Regions from separate parts of the Rattus norvegicus genome. Here regions 2 and 3 are each linked to region 1. A link is a contact called in public Hi-C data. All regions are on one chromosome and are shown on one strand. The core of a region is the stretch at or near the end of the contact, and the rest is flanking DNA. Distances in the headings are between cores, read along the strand shown.

Evidence for each region. Hi-C and Micro-C count contacts between places; a contact is called where the count stands out from the background.
Region 2: a contact with region 1 is called in a Hi-C map of liver, with 6 times the contacts expected there. The contact joins two enhancer-like sites. A contact is called at or near these places in 10 of 12 Hi-C or Micro-C datasets (the A7r5 cell line, the Rat2 cell line, Schwann cells and 5 more).
Region 3: a contact with region 1 is called in a Hi-C map of liver, with 4 times the contacts expected there. The contact joins two enhancer-like sites. A contact is called at or near these places in 5 of 12 Hi-C or Micro-C datasets (the A7r5 cell line, the Rat2 cell line, kidney and 2 more).

The regions. Positions count from the first base shown.
Region 1 is chr2:191,928,699-191,932,590 of GRCr8, reverse strand. No RefSeq gene overlaps it. Among named protein-coding and RNA genes, the nearest start is that of Mab21l3, 30 kb to the left of the region's middle. Within about 2 kb of position 2,275, at least 14 of the 93 cell types and tissues checked have an H3K27ac peak or open chromatin away from gene starts, as enhancers often do. A contact at or near this core is called in kidney and liver, where this site is marked.
Region 2 is chr2:191,728,527-191,732,733 of GRCr8, reverse strand. All of the region lies in intron 1 of Atp1a1 (ATPase Na+/K+ transporting subunit alpha 1), which reads left to right. Among named protein-coding and RNA genes, the nearest start is that of Atp1a1, 6.8 kb to the left of the region's middle. Within about 2 kb of position 1,428, at least 21 of the 93 cell types and tissues checked have an H3K27ac peak or open chromatin away from gene starts, as enhancers often do. A contact at or near this core is called in liver, where this site is marked.
Region 3 is chr2:191,709,453-191,713,777 of GRCr8, reverse strand. Atp1a1 (ATPase Na+/K+ transporting subunit alpha 1) reads left to right here. Exons shown (of 23, transcript NM_012504.1): 19 at 680-825; 20 at 947-1,077; 21 at 1,500-1,601; 22 at 3,621-3,712; 23 at 4,112-4,325. The coding sequence ends at 4,140. Among named protein-coding and RNA genes, the nearest start is that of Atp1a1, 26 kb to the left of the region's middle. Within about 2 kb of position 2,902, at least 42 of the 93 cell types and tissues checked have an H3K27ac peak or open chromatin away from gene starts, as enhancers often do. A contact at or near this core is called in kidney and liver, where this site is marked.

The DNA.
Region 1 (3,892 bases), core at 1,026-3,525:
CCACCACTCAGTGATAATGTCTAGGTGTCCGAGTCTCCTTCAGGGCACACTCTCATCCAACCCATTCTGGAAATGTTGCCTTTCAACCCAAGTTAATCAGGAGACTCCAGGAACTGCTAGATTTCCCTCTCAAGCAAGCCACAGGCTTTCTTCTCCATCCTTGGAGGAAGCCAGCCCTTGATGAAAGGCTGCAGACCTCCAGGACTCCACACCAGGCCCCAAGGACCAACGCTGCCGCCTACCTGTCTGCCAAGGTCGGTTCTTGGACTTGCTTCATCTTGAGAGCTGGAGGAATCCTATTTCTACATCAAGAATGCATTTAGAAAGGTTTTACATTGAACCCAGCATCTTAGCCCTATCAGAAGTCCTGTGAGAAGGTGCAGCACTGGGAGCTATCCTAATGAACTGCAGTCTGTGATAGCCTAATCCAAGTCAGATGGACCCCCACACCACACACACACACACACACACACACACACACACACACACACACACACACCCCACTTTCTGACTACGGTCCCAAGTTAAAATTCTTCACATATCTAGGCCAAACCATCACCTTGCTGCTCTAGGCTGCTGCAAATCTGGTCTTGTCTCCCATCCCACCAGTCTCCTCCCACCCCCCAGCTCACCCCATGAGCTAGAATTTTTTTTAAATACTTGCATACTGAATCATGTTCTTTCAGGGCTCTACTCCTTCCAGTAGCCTTTCATCAGCTCCTTTAAATTTCTCTACCACGGCCTGCCAGGCCAGCATGGTCTGGCGCCTGCCACCAGTCTCCTGCAAGCTATTTCCCCACACTAGCTCTCTTGCTTTGTTTTGAATATACCAAGTCCACTCCTGCACACCTTGCACCTATTTGTCCCTTGGCTCACAAGCCTTCCACGCCATATGCTGACATGGCTCCGTCTTCCCAGACCAGCTTAACTCTCCGTGAGCTCCCACCACCCTGTTCCCATCCCCATCTGGTTAGCTTGTTTTCCTATTGGAAAATAATTCCACTCAGCTGGGGCTTGTTTCAGTTGTTCGCTACTGTATTCTGCACCCAGAACTATGCCTTGTGCAGAGCAGATGCCTCATGGATGCTTGCTAAATGCAGACTTGGATGGGTGGATGGAAGATGGGTTTTGCAAGCGGCATGCATCTGCTGCATCGGGGCAGGGGAGCTGTGCTCGATCTCAAGTTTCCCGATGCTCAGGAAAGGCTCTTCGTAAAGTAATTTTGAGATGTTGAAAAATCACGATGAGAAAGAAAAAGGCTCCAGAAGCGCCTGCCTCCTCTCTCTGCAGAGTGCAATCAGATACAGCAGACCCGAGATTGCAGGTTGATGGTCCTGCACCGCAGCTCCCTACAGCTGGTGTCTGCTATCCTAACTGGGATCCAAGGTGCACTTCGAGGGCTTTGTGGGCAAAACACGCACTCTCTGCTTGTATACAATGCATGTCAGATAAGCTTTCAGGCTTTCTCCCTTCCTGCCAAGTCTGGGAACAAATAGTAGTGGTCTTGTCAGAAGCCCTCCCTCCCCATTGCTTTGTTTCAGAGTCTAGACCATTCATTTCCTCTCATTCAACAGCTTTGCCTGAGAGGGAATCACTTTCCTTTGCCAGCTTTAGATTTTAAGTCTCAGATTGTAGATCACGACTCTCCTGTCAGGACCCAGCCCACGGTGCTTCGATACAAAGGAATCAGAGATTGCTGCTGAAGTGTCAGGAAACTGTGCTGTAATTGAGAAAATCTCCTCTCTCAAAGACAATCCAATGTTGCTCCGAGTGTAGACTGAAGCCTTTTCCTCCCCATTGGAGGGGGATGGGAATATTCTGCGGGGCAGTCAATATTAGTGCGCCCAACAAAACCTAACCTGTGGTTTCGGGCCCAAGAGGCAACCACGGACGGGGAACTCGATTAGTGAATCATGGGACCAAAGGGTTCTGGGCTCCTTTCTTTTGTACCCAAGCCCATAGTCTTCTCTTATTTTACTCTTTCCTCTTTTACCTCCTTCTAGAAATATTCTTCTTTTGTTCCCGTGGTGACGGTAGTCTGACCTTGGCTCTCTCTGTGTAGAATCCATATATGTGAAGCCTGTCCTTTGTGATCAGGACACGTGTTCCAAACGGGGATGTGACCAGGACACGTGTTCCAAACAGAGTAAGGATCTCCAGCAGAAGATGCGCAGGGCAGGCTTAGCGATTACTGCTGGCTGATCGAGACCTGCTGTTTGGCTGTGGCAGCCCTGCCTGTGCTGCGCCGTGGAAGCGTCAGGGGGCGCTCGCGGCTCCTCTCTGGTTGTCTGTTGACACCAGCAGTGGTAGGTGGTAGAAGTATAGAGCAGCTCACCACAATGTGGACCTCACCCACGCAAACAGGCTCTCCTGACCCACAGGCTCTCCATAAGGCTGACAAAGGGGAGTGTTGATTGCATGGGGACAGTTACAGTACAGTCCACCCTGGATACACAGTGGAAAGTACAAGAGTCCCTCACCCCACTCCGCATGCGAAGAACAGATGGGTAGAGGGTGAGAATGTTCCAGAAAAGAACGGTCGGGCCCCTAAGATTGACGGATACGTGTTCTGTAAATTTCCGGTTCTTTGTGCTCTGTGCTTTATCTCGTTTGATTCCTTCAACCATCCTTTGAACTAGGGTAGGCATTATCAATTTACTCATAAACATTTGAAAAAAAAATCACAGACAAAAATAATCCAAGGTCACAGGCTGCGCATGCGTATATGTCATTACTAGTCATTCACTGTGCAGGTGACGGAGAGGCACGTGGAGAAGCCGACCAGGATGGCTTTCCAAGTGGAAACCTCCCCGTTCCTGGTCTGGTCTGAGGGTAGGGAGTGGGGCAGGTGCCTGTCCTTGCTTGACCCGCCCTGTCAGCAGCAGCAGGTCCTCACAGAAGGCAGATGGGCAGAGATCTTGAAGTGACAGGGGAGGAAGACTTCTTAGGATTTGCCCCGGACTGAAATTTTCAGGTCGCACCTTTGAACCCTGTAAAGTCCTCAAAGCCTTCTGTTGCAGAAGCTAATCATTCACGCACTCTCTCCACGGGCCTGGTGACCTTTGCAACGGAGTTAGCGTTTGTTTGCTTTTCTTAAAAGGCCTGTAATTTATGATCCGCACAATGCCCTTTCAGCCGGGAAGAAAGGAATTTGAGGGTCCAGAAAGACTTGGTTTTCTTCCAGCCCTTCACCTCCAGAACCATATTTCCTCCATAACAGTGTATAACATTGAGACTGGGAGGAAGCGGGGAGGCAATTGATCTTCTGTAGTGTCTCATGGAGATCCAGGGAAACAAAAACAAACCAAAACCAGCAACAATAAAGTCCGATCTATCACCATCAGGTACAGAAGAGGAAGATCATATTTTCGGGGCACAACTTGTTTACCAGTTGTGCACATGGAGAGGTGCGTGTATTGGGGAGCTTTCTGTTAAAACAGGTCTGACAAAAGCATTGAAATTCATATCACTGGAAATTCAAAGGCCTCTTCTAAGAACCACAGGAGACAAAATGTCTACCTGATCCAGCAAGTTGTAGGACTCCTGTGTGTTTCTCTACCCGACTCCCTACCTCCTTGACACACCCTTAACACCCTCCTTCCCTTAGAGGGTTCTAATGCCCTTTGTCCTTAGTGAAGGAAGGAGTCTCCAAGTCCCTTGCTAGGCCAGCATTCTGCAGATTGGAATTCTTCAGGACGCCTAAAACAGTACCCTAGCTGGGAGCAGAGGTGCACACCATTAATCTCCGGAGGCAGGCAGCCAGGCCTCTATGGATTCATGGCCAGCCTAGTCTACATAATGAGACCCTATCCATGACAAAATGAACCCCTTCCCGCCTTAGTTGCCCAATCGTGTCCTGACTATGGCTCGGGGTCCAGAAGGACAGGCTGGA
Region 2 (4,207 bases), core at 179-2,678, 200 kb after region 1:
GCCTTGGGGCAGTTGGGGTGCGCAGCCTCTGTTTGCATGCTCCCTGTCGTGCTTCCATGGCACCAAGCTGCGCTTCTGAAGCCAGTCAGCACCTTTGCCCACTTCCGGCCCAGCAGTCCGCTTGCTTCCCAGGCTCCTAACCACCTGTTAAAGAGTGGTCTCCTGGAAACTGACGGCGGCTCTGCTTTTTTAAGCTATTCCTCTCAAACAAGTGATGGGGCAAGCAAGGGGGCTTATGAGGGAGGACAGGTGGCAGGTGGTGAGGCGCAAGCAGAACATTTTTGATTCATTCAGGCCTCTTGGAGAGGTCAAATGTCCATGGGGCTGGTGCTTTTTAGTAAGTACAAGAACAAAATGCATTTTAAGAGGAAGATCTAAAATACAGTGACTCTTCACATACTTTAGGATTTTTTATTTTTTTCAAATGGTCATGGTATGTTCTGTGGAAAGGTGGACTGGCAGGGTTGTTTGAGAATTCAGTGGGGAGGCATGTTTGGTGATGTTCCCGTGGGATGAGGGAACCCAGTGGCTGGAGCTGTGGCTGATCTCATCCCTGTGGCTGATGAACACAGCCCAGGTTTAGATACAGAAGTGGGTTCACAGGGCTCTGGCTCTGTAAGAGTTCATTTCTCAGCATGTTGTCTTCAGGTGTGAGAGGAGGAACCCACGGCATGGGATGGGGGTGCCCCTTGGTTACCTCCTCTGCAGAGAAATTCTATTCCAAAGGGTCACTGTGGGCTGGAGAACAGCTAAAGGACCATAACTGTCTATCCCTTGTCTTCCATTTACCAATTCTTACCTAGCCCAGGCTTTGGTACAGCCCTTAGGTCCCTACCTAGAGAAGATGAACCTATACTAAGCCATTTAGACTCAGGATGGTTGGAAATGTAGGACAGATTGATACTTTCTTTAACATGTCTCTGAAAGCTACCTCTATAGGAAGCAAGGAATGGCAGTAATGTGAGTAGTGACTGGGTTATCACAGAGACCTTTGTACAGCGCTGGGCAGAAGACCTTTATAGACAGAGCTGAGCTTGAGGTTTTGATAAGAGAACCAGGAAAATTGGGGGATACTCCCCCACTTTATACTAACAGTTGGCCAAAATTAGGCAGAGCCTTTTGTTGCTGAATCAGGCTGTGTCTGACTTCCCTGCCAAATTGGAGTTTGCTAAATTGAGTTTGAAGGTGCCGTCTCCCTAGCCCTCTTGGCCAGCTGTGAATTGGCAACACTGGAGCAGTTACTTTGTGTTTGTAGCCTCTCTCGCTAGTCAAAAGCTTCTGTTCTGGGTTCTGGAAACAATGTGGGGGATTGTTTAGTTTTGTTAGGTGTTCTGTTTTTAGATTCTACTAACCAAACTATCAGAATGCATTAGGTAAGTTAATAGTTATGACAGAGCAGGTGTCTAAGGCTGACTGTTCAAGGACATGGAGCTGGCAAGTGACAGTGTAGAGTAATGACGTAGGCCACTGACCTGGCTAAAGTGAGTGGGGATCTTAGGCTTCCACCTTTAGGCAATTCAGAAGGGATTTCAGAAGTCTGGAAAGGGCCTCCCGAGTTCTCTGACTGTAGAACCAGAGGTGTTGCTGGTGAGTGGAAGCCTTAGAAGATACCCCTGGGTGCTAGTGCTATGTGCTCTGGGGGTCACATAGCAGAGGCAGTGCTAGTGCCTCTGTAGGCCTCAAGTGGCAGTCCACTGGGGAGGAAGATCTCTATTTAAGTCTCACTGCAGTGTGTGTGTGTGTGTGTGTGTGTGTGTGTGTGTGTGTGTGTGTCAAATTGTGTGTGTGAGTATGTGTGTGACTTTGTGAGTTGTATGTGTGAGCTGTGTGGGTGTGTGATCCTCACTGTTACTGTAATTGGTAAATTTGTAGCTGTCTTCTACCTTCCCCAAACACATTTTCTCCTATAAGTGATGAATTAACTGAAGAAGAGGAAGGATTGTTTTCCACTCCAAAAGGTCACGGGGATTTCTTGTTCCCTTATTGTGAGGGCCAGCATGAAGTCTTATATATACATCTATTTTGTCCTTTGTTCTTCCCGTCCAGGATTTTCTCCTCCTTCCCCCCCATCCCCCCCTCCCTCAGCGTGTCTTCCTCAGGTCCAAAGCACACAGTAGCTTTGGGAATCTGGGAAGGTGGAATCCAGAGGACACATAGGTTAAAATAATGACACACACCCAGCCTTGAAGTGTCACATGGAGTAAACAATGCCTTGCTATAACTTCCTAGTTCTTAACTTAGAATGGAAAAAATTAATAACCTAGCTGACTCCCCTTTCACCAGCTGCCCCTTTGAGGATGGCACAGCCTGTTGAATGTCCCTTCCAGATAAGCTCAAAAACACTCAAAGGGAGTCGCTGGAGTCACAGTCACTCCTGCTCTGTGGGGCTGAGTGAAGAAGGAGTCTCCTTTTCTAACTGAGAAAGGAGAAGTTCTGTGCCTGGTGCCCAAACAAGCAGGGAGGTCAATGGAGTCCGAGGAAGAACACCGCACCACTTCCTGCTGTGACCTTTGTTTTTAAAAGAAATAAGGAAAATGTTGTCTTACCCCACACCACAAACTCATACTTTTTCAGCTTTGAAATTATAGTCCTTAGTGCCCATAGGAACCTAAGGATCTCTTGATCCGCACCAGGAAGAACTAACATTAAATTATTGTTTTACTTGTGGGCAAGAACTGATCGGATAAGCTTCCTCGTTCTTTTAAACAAACATTGCCTACTGGAAAAATTAAGATTTTTGAAGAAATGATTTTACATGTTAATACTATTCATGTTCCTTTACAGATGCCCCCATTTAAAGTACCTTACATAGCATGAATTTATAAAGGGGTTTGGCTCTTAGGAAATGTAGATGCCTCAACCTTACTCTCAATGGCTGGGACGGTACAGGCTGCACACTGCCTTTGTGATGGCTGATAAAACTTTGGAAGGTGTCCAGGGAGGGTTGGCCTATGCCAATATTTCTCTTCTCCCTTTTGGAAAATGTGAGAAGTCTGAGAATAACTGAAGCACGCAGACAGTGAGGCTGGGGGATTCTAACACTGCTCCTCATGAAAGTGTATTTCCTTGAAACTGAACTTGCTTGAAAACGTATAGGGTGATTTCTTTTTTAAAAAATCTGTTTAAGCTGGGCATGGTGGTGCACGCCTTTGATCCTAGCACTTGGGAGGCAGATGCCAGACTAGTTCACATAGCGAGTCCAGGACAGTTAGGGCTTGTTACACAGAGAAATCCTGTCTTGAAAAAGAAAAGTCAGTTTAATCTGGCCACCTATGTGAAGGAGCCCTGAGTCGACATCTATGTTGTGGCTTTACATCATTGTGCTTTCCTGTCAGATATGTAGAGAAATGCGCCCACCTCTGGTCAGAGCCCTCTAGTTTGCTTTTTATTCAGTGCATGTAGCGGCGTCTTTCGTGCATGTGTTAACTCCAGCACAGATCTCCACTCGGAGAGGCACTTGGAGCTGCACTGACTCCATAGCAGAGGGAGAGAATGTTAGGAATGTTGACTGTCCTCCACTCTGCAGATAAGATGAAGAAGATTCAAGTGCCCTGCTCTCAAGGAAAGTCACTTGTCAAGTCACACGGTGTTGAATAGCGTCACAAATACCCACTTCTCCAACACCCACTCATCGGAGTAGGCTTTCTCTTTGAAGCTTTCTAAAATCAAGTGAATGTTGTGTTTTATTTGCTACTTACTAACTAGAAGTGACTGAAATACATGTTTTTGAGTTTTATTTTCATTTGGGACAACAAAACCAAATGTAGAGGGGAGAGTTCCCAGATGTAGCTTGAGTAGCTGTTAATGTACCACTTACGTTAGGAGAGAGACCCACGGAATAATAGCAGCAGCATCACCAAGCACTCATTTCATTGTAAGGCGTCAGCCTCTGCCCACCCCAGCCCCTCCCTGGGAAGTGGCCTGCAGCCCTCTCCACGGACTGACTTTAGAGTACCAAGTCCTGGTTTCATACACATCGGCTCAAGCACTTCAACATGTGAGGGAGTAGAAGGATCTAAATTTAAACTATAGAATCAACATTTTCTCCAAAAATCCTTCCAGTTTTGAGAGGCGTAGGTGGATCCTGTGAATTATGCGATAACTCACACGCTTTTTCTGCATCCTGCTTGTGTCAAAACATTTCCAGGGCCTTTCATTTTGGGAGATTTTATTTTAGGTTACAGAATGGGGTGGAGACTCCCTTTCT
Region 3 (4,325 bases), core at 1,653-4,152, 220 kb after region 1:
GAGCTGGTAGATAGGAAATCCAAATCCCCTATTTCTTAATGGCTGTCTCCTTCAAGAGAGCCAGGTGAAAGCCACCATGTGTGATTGGATCTGGCCAGCAGTTAGGTCTGTGAATACTTGCTAGAGAAGGCATGGGTTAGCAGTATATAAAAACTATGACCAGTGTTTATTAGTTGACCCTTGGCAGCAAGGTTCCACATCTTTGAGGAAGACCAAGTTTTGAAAGAGTGATGACTCTGTCCTGGGAAACTTGGGTTTCCTGGCTGGATTGGATAGCAAGAGAAAAAGGGTGGTCATCAAAGTGGCAGTGTGTGGAAGTCTTAAAGTAGAAAAAAATTATAATTTTTTAGATTAAATAGTAGAAAAACTGATTTCCTATTGGGTTTGTGCCCTGACAGAAGCAGCTAATGGGGGAGGGGGTGTTTTAAAAGGAAGACCTTTGTATCTTATTCCCAAAGAGCAGAGTGGCCTTGAGCCCAGTGTGTTCCATGTACTCCCTCCCATCCCTCAGCATGTAAGGGACAGCCTTCCTGTGCCTTCATCAGTTGGGGATCCCGGAAACCCATCTATTTCTGTCTCCAGCTCCAGAATTCTCTGGGGCTGCTGAGGTGATGGTGTGGAGAGAGAGGAGAAGGTGCCTTGGGTCAGGTCTAGCACTCAGAGGGTTTTTCCAACTTAGGTATGATCCAGGCCCTGGGAGGCTTCTTCACTTATTTTGTGATTCTGGCTGAGAACGGTTTCCTGCCCTTTCACCTGTTGGGCATCCGAGAGACCTGGGATGACCGCTGGATCAATGATGTGGAGGACAGCTACGGGCAGCAGTGGGTAAGTAACCGTTTACTGGGGGGATGGAAGCCAGTGCTCCTCCAGCCCTGAGGACCGGCAGCATGGCCACTTGTGCGAGCTGGGGAGGAGCCTGGGCTAAGGTGCCTGCTTCACCTTTCAGACCTACGAGCAGAGGAAGATTGTGGAGTTCACCTGCCACACGGCCTTCTTTGTCAGTATCGTGGTAGTGCAGTGGGCTGACTTGGTCATCTGCAAGACCAGAAGGAATTCTGTCTTCCAGCAGGGAATGAAGTAAGTTGTGAAGGATCTGGTAATTTTACACAAACCCTCAGAATAAATTCAGCACCCGACATCCATGACCTAGTTCCTGGAATCTCCACCGGCCTGCACCCTGAAGGCAGCATCACGTCAGGATACCTGTGAATAGAGCCCAGCGTAAAAGTTTTAAGCCTGAAGGGTAGTTTAGGTTTGGGTTTTCTTGCTTGTTTCTAAGTTCTCCCCGCCACCTGCAGATCTCAAGTCTGTACAAGGATGTTACAATGTCAAAATGCTATCCATGCCAGCCAAGAAGAACGCTCATCCCCCTGCCCCCACCCCCACCCCCATCCTGCCACTCAGATCTCGATGACAGCTCATGCTGCCACCTGACACACAGCACCAGGAAAGAAATCTGCATTTGCAACGTATGAACTTTTGTCTCCCTTGAATTTTAGGAACAAGATCTTAATATTTGGCCTCTTTGAAGAGACAGCTCTTGCTGCTTTCCTGTCCTACTGCCCTGGGATGGGTGCAGCCCTTAGGATGTATCCCCTCAAGTAAGTTGAGCCTCTTACATTCCAAAAGGTGTAGACATAGTCTGTGTGCCTTTTCCCCTCCTGCCGAGTGTGAGTTGCCTGAAGTCCGGGTGGTGTGTGAACTAGTTCCTCTGCACTAGACGACAGGAAAGCCAGGAGAGCCAGGCCTGCCAATAAACCAGACCGGCAAATCTAGACCTTCCAGAGCCAAGGATTTGGCCCAAGGTGAGACTGTACAGGATCTGCTTCCTTGAGATTGCTCAGCGGCAGACTGTTGAGCCCTCAGGTCCTCTGCTGCAAAGTCCAGCTGTCCTTAGAGCCACCTAGAGCTGTTCTGGGACCTAGAGGCCCAGGCCCAAGTCCTGTTTGCTTGCTGTAGTCACATATCACTTCCACCTTTCTGGAGACTCCAAAGGAGTTTGGAGAGGATCTGTGATTCCCTTGACCTCACAGTCAGTTGTGAGGGGAGCTCTGCAGCTTAGAAACTAAATTCCCAATTTGTTCTGTGTTCAGAAGCAGCCCGGCCTTAAACATAGTGAATGAATGACTTTGTGCTTCAGTTTTGTGGCCTCAGTTTTTATACGCAGTGCTCACCACAAAGTCTGGAAGCCAGTGGAAACTTCCACATCCATTTGCTGCTGTCCAGTAAGTGGTTGAGGCTAAGCAGCTACAACTTGATTAAACATGGTGAGCGTCAAAATACAACACTCTTCCAACATAAGATCCTTTGAGAGCATCAGCCTCTTGAGTTCCACCCGGCCCTGACATTGCTCAGACGCATCCGGGCCTTCCCGGCCCCTTGCCAACGTCCATGCACTGATCTCATCTTAGAATCGAAATGCTTTGGCCTCATCAAGTTTACAGTCAGAGTCTATGGCGCAAGGTGGGGCAGGCATCCAGGGTGTGTCTCTCAGCCTGTCCAAGGCCATTGTAGGTCAGTTCACTGTTATCCTCCCTACTTATGTCTTTGGTAAGGATGTTCCCACCCAACCCATCAATCCTGATGGCCCCTTTGGGCTGGAGTCCTTGCAACATCTCTGTTGGCGTTGGCTGTTTCTGCTCTCCAGATAATCTTTATGGCTTTTTCTGGTTACTGCGTCAGGTTCCGTAGTACCCTGCATAGAGTACGGGATGCAGGAAGTGTCCAGGTTGGATTATATTGGCCTGAGCCTTATTGAATGAGAGAGGGACAGAAAGGTCACAGGCTGCCACACAGCCTCTGGGACGTCCCAGTGAGGAAGAGCCGAGCCTCAGGACACTGCCCTTTTCTGGACACTTGACTCTTCTGTGACCTGACTTGCTCCTGGCAGCTTCTCCTCCATTTGATCGGGACTTTGTTCCTGGCTGAGGCTCTGAGGTCACCTTCCCACTGCTGTTCTGGGCACATAGGAAGGGCGGAGACTGCAAAGCTGGCAGGGCCATCCTTCCTCCTTTGTTTATCCAGGAGCCTGTAGTCAAGGAAGCCTGGTGCCTGCAGGAGGCCTCCCGGAGCCTGTCTCTGCTGGGGACCATGTGGCAGCCTCTCCAGGCTCCCCGTCTGAAGACCTTTGTCATCTGTCAGGGCTCAGCTGGTCCTCCCGGATTCCATGGTCAGAGACCATGTTGAGGGTCTGAATTAAGTGGCTTTGACCCACACTGGCAGTGCTTTGTCTGCCGATGCCAAGGCGAGAGACAAATGCGCTTGGGAGCTTCAGTAATTCAGGAAAGGAAGAAAGAAAATGTTCATGCACTCTCAGATCGGCAACAGAAAATAGTGGGTTCAGCCTGACTCGTAGGAAAACTAAGGCGAATAGGCTTCCAGCATACAATGTAGGCTGGCCTCTGACGCTGGGCCTAGCAATGTAGGGAAAGCTGCTTCTATTGGGTTTGGGGAGAATTGTTTGTTTGTTTGTTTAATTTTGTGAATGAATCCATAGTTAAGTGTGCCTGTGGTCAGCTTTCTGATGGTTTTCTGGTCACTTTGGAGAAGATGTACGCCTTCTCTGTCTTCCTTTGACTTGTTTCTTGTGTTGTCTGACTTGGCGCTGATTTAATTTCCAGACCTACTTGGTGGTTCTGTGCCTTCCCCTACTCCCTTCTCATCTTCGTGTATGACGAGGTGCGGAAGCTCATCATCAGGCGACGCCCTGGCGGTAAGTGGGCCAACAGGCAGGCTGGACACCCTCCCATGTCAGGTTACAGATGTGGCTTCCACAGACAGAACTGAACTAAGGTAGAAACGCATCGTGGATTTTAAGACCTTAACAAGTGCAAAGCAAATGTAAAGACACCCTGGACATAAACCAAATAATAACACAGTATTCCTGGAGAGAGTTAATTAGCTCCATCTGAGGTCCAGGGTACACACATGCATATGTGTGAGCGGGCACGCACGTGCGTGCGCGCGCGCGCGCACACACACACACACACACACACACACACACACACACACACACACACACACACGATTATCCTTAGGGAGTCACTGTCCTGGTTTTTCCCAAAAGTGGACTCACTACATATGTCCCTCTCTCTCTCTCTGTCTCTCTCAGGCTGGGTGGAGAAGGAAACCTACTACTAGCCCACTGCCCTGCACGCCGTGGAACATTGTGCCACACACTGCACCTACCCCTACCCCCCCTTTGTGTACTTCAAGTCTTGGAGCTCGGAACTCTACCCTGGTAGGAAAGCACCAAAGCATGTGGGGATCCAGACGTCCTGGAATGAAGCATGTAGCTGTAATGGGGGGCGGGGGGAGGGCTGCCC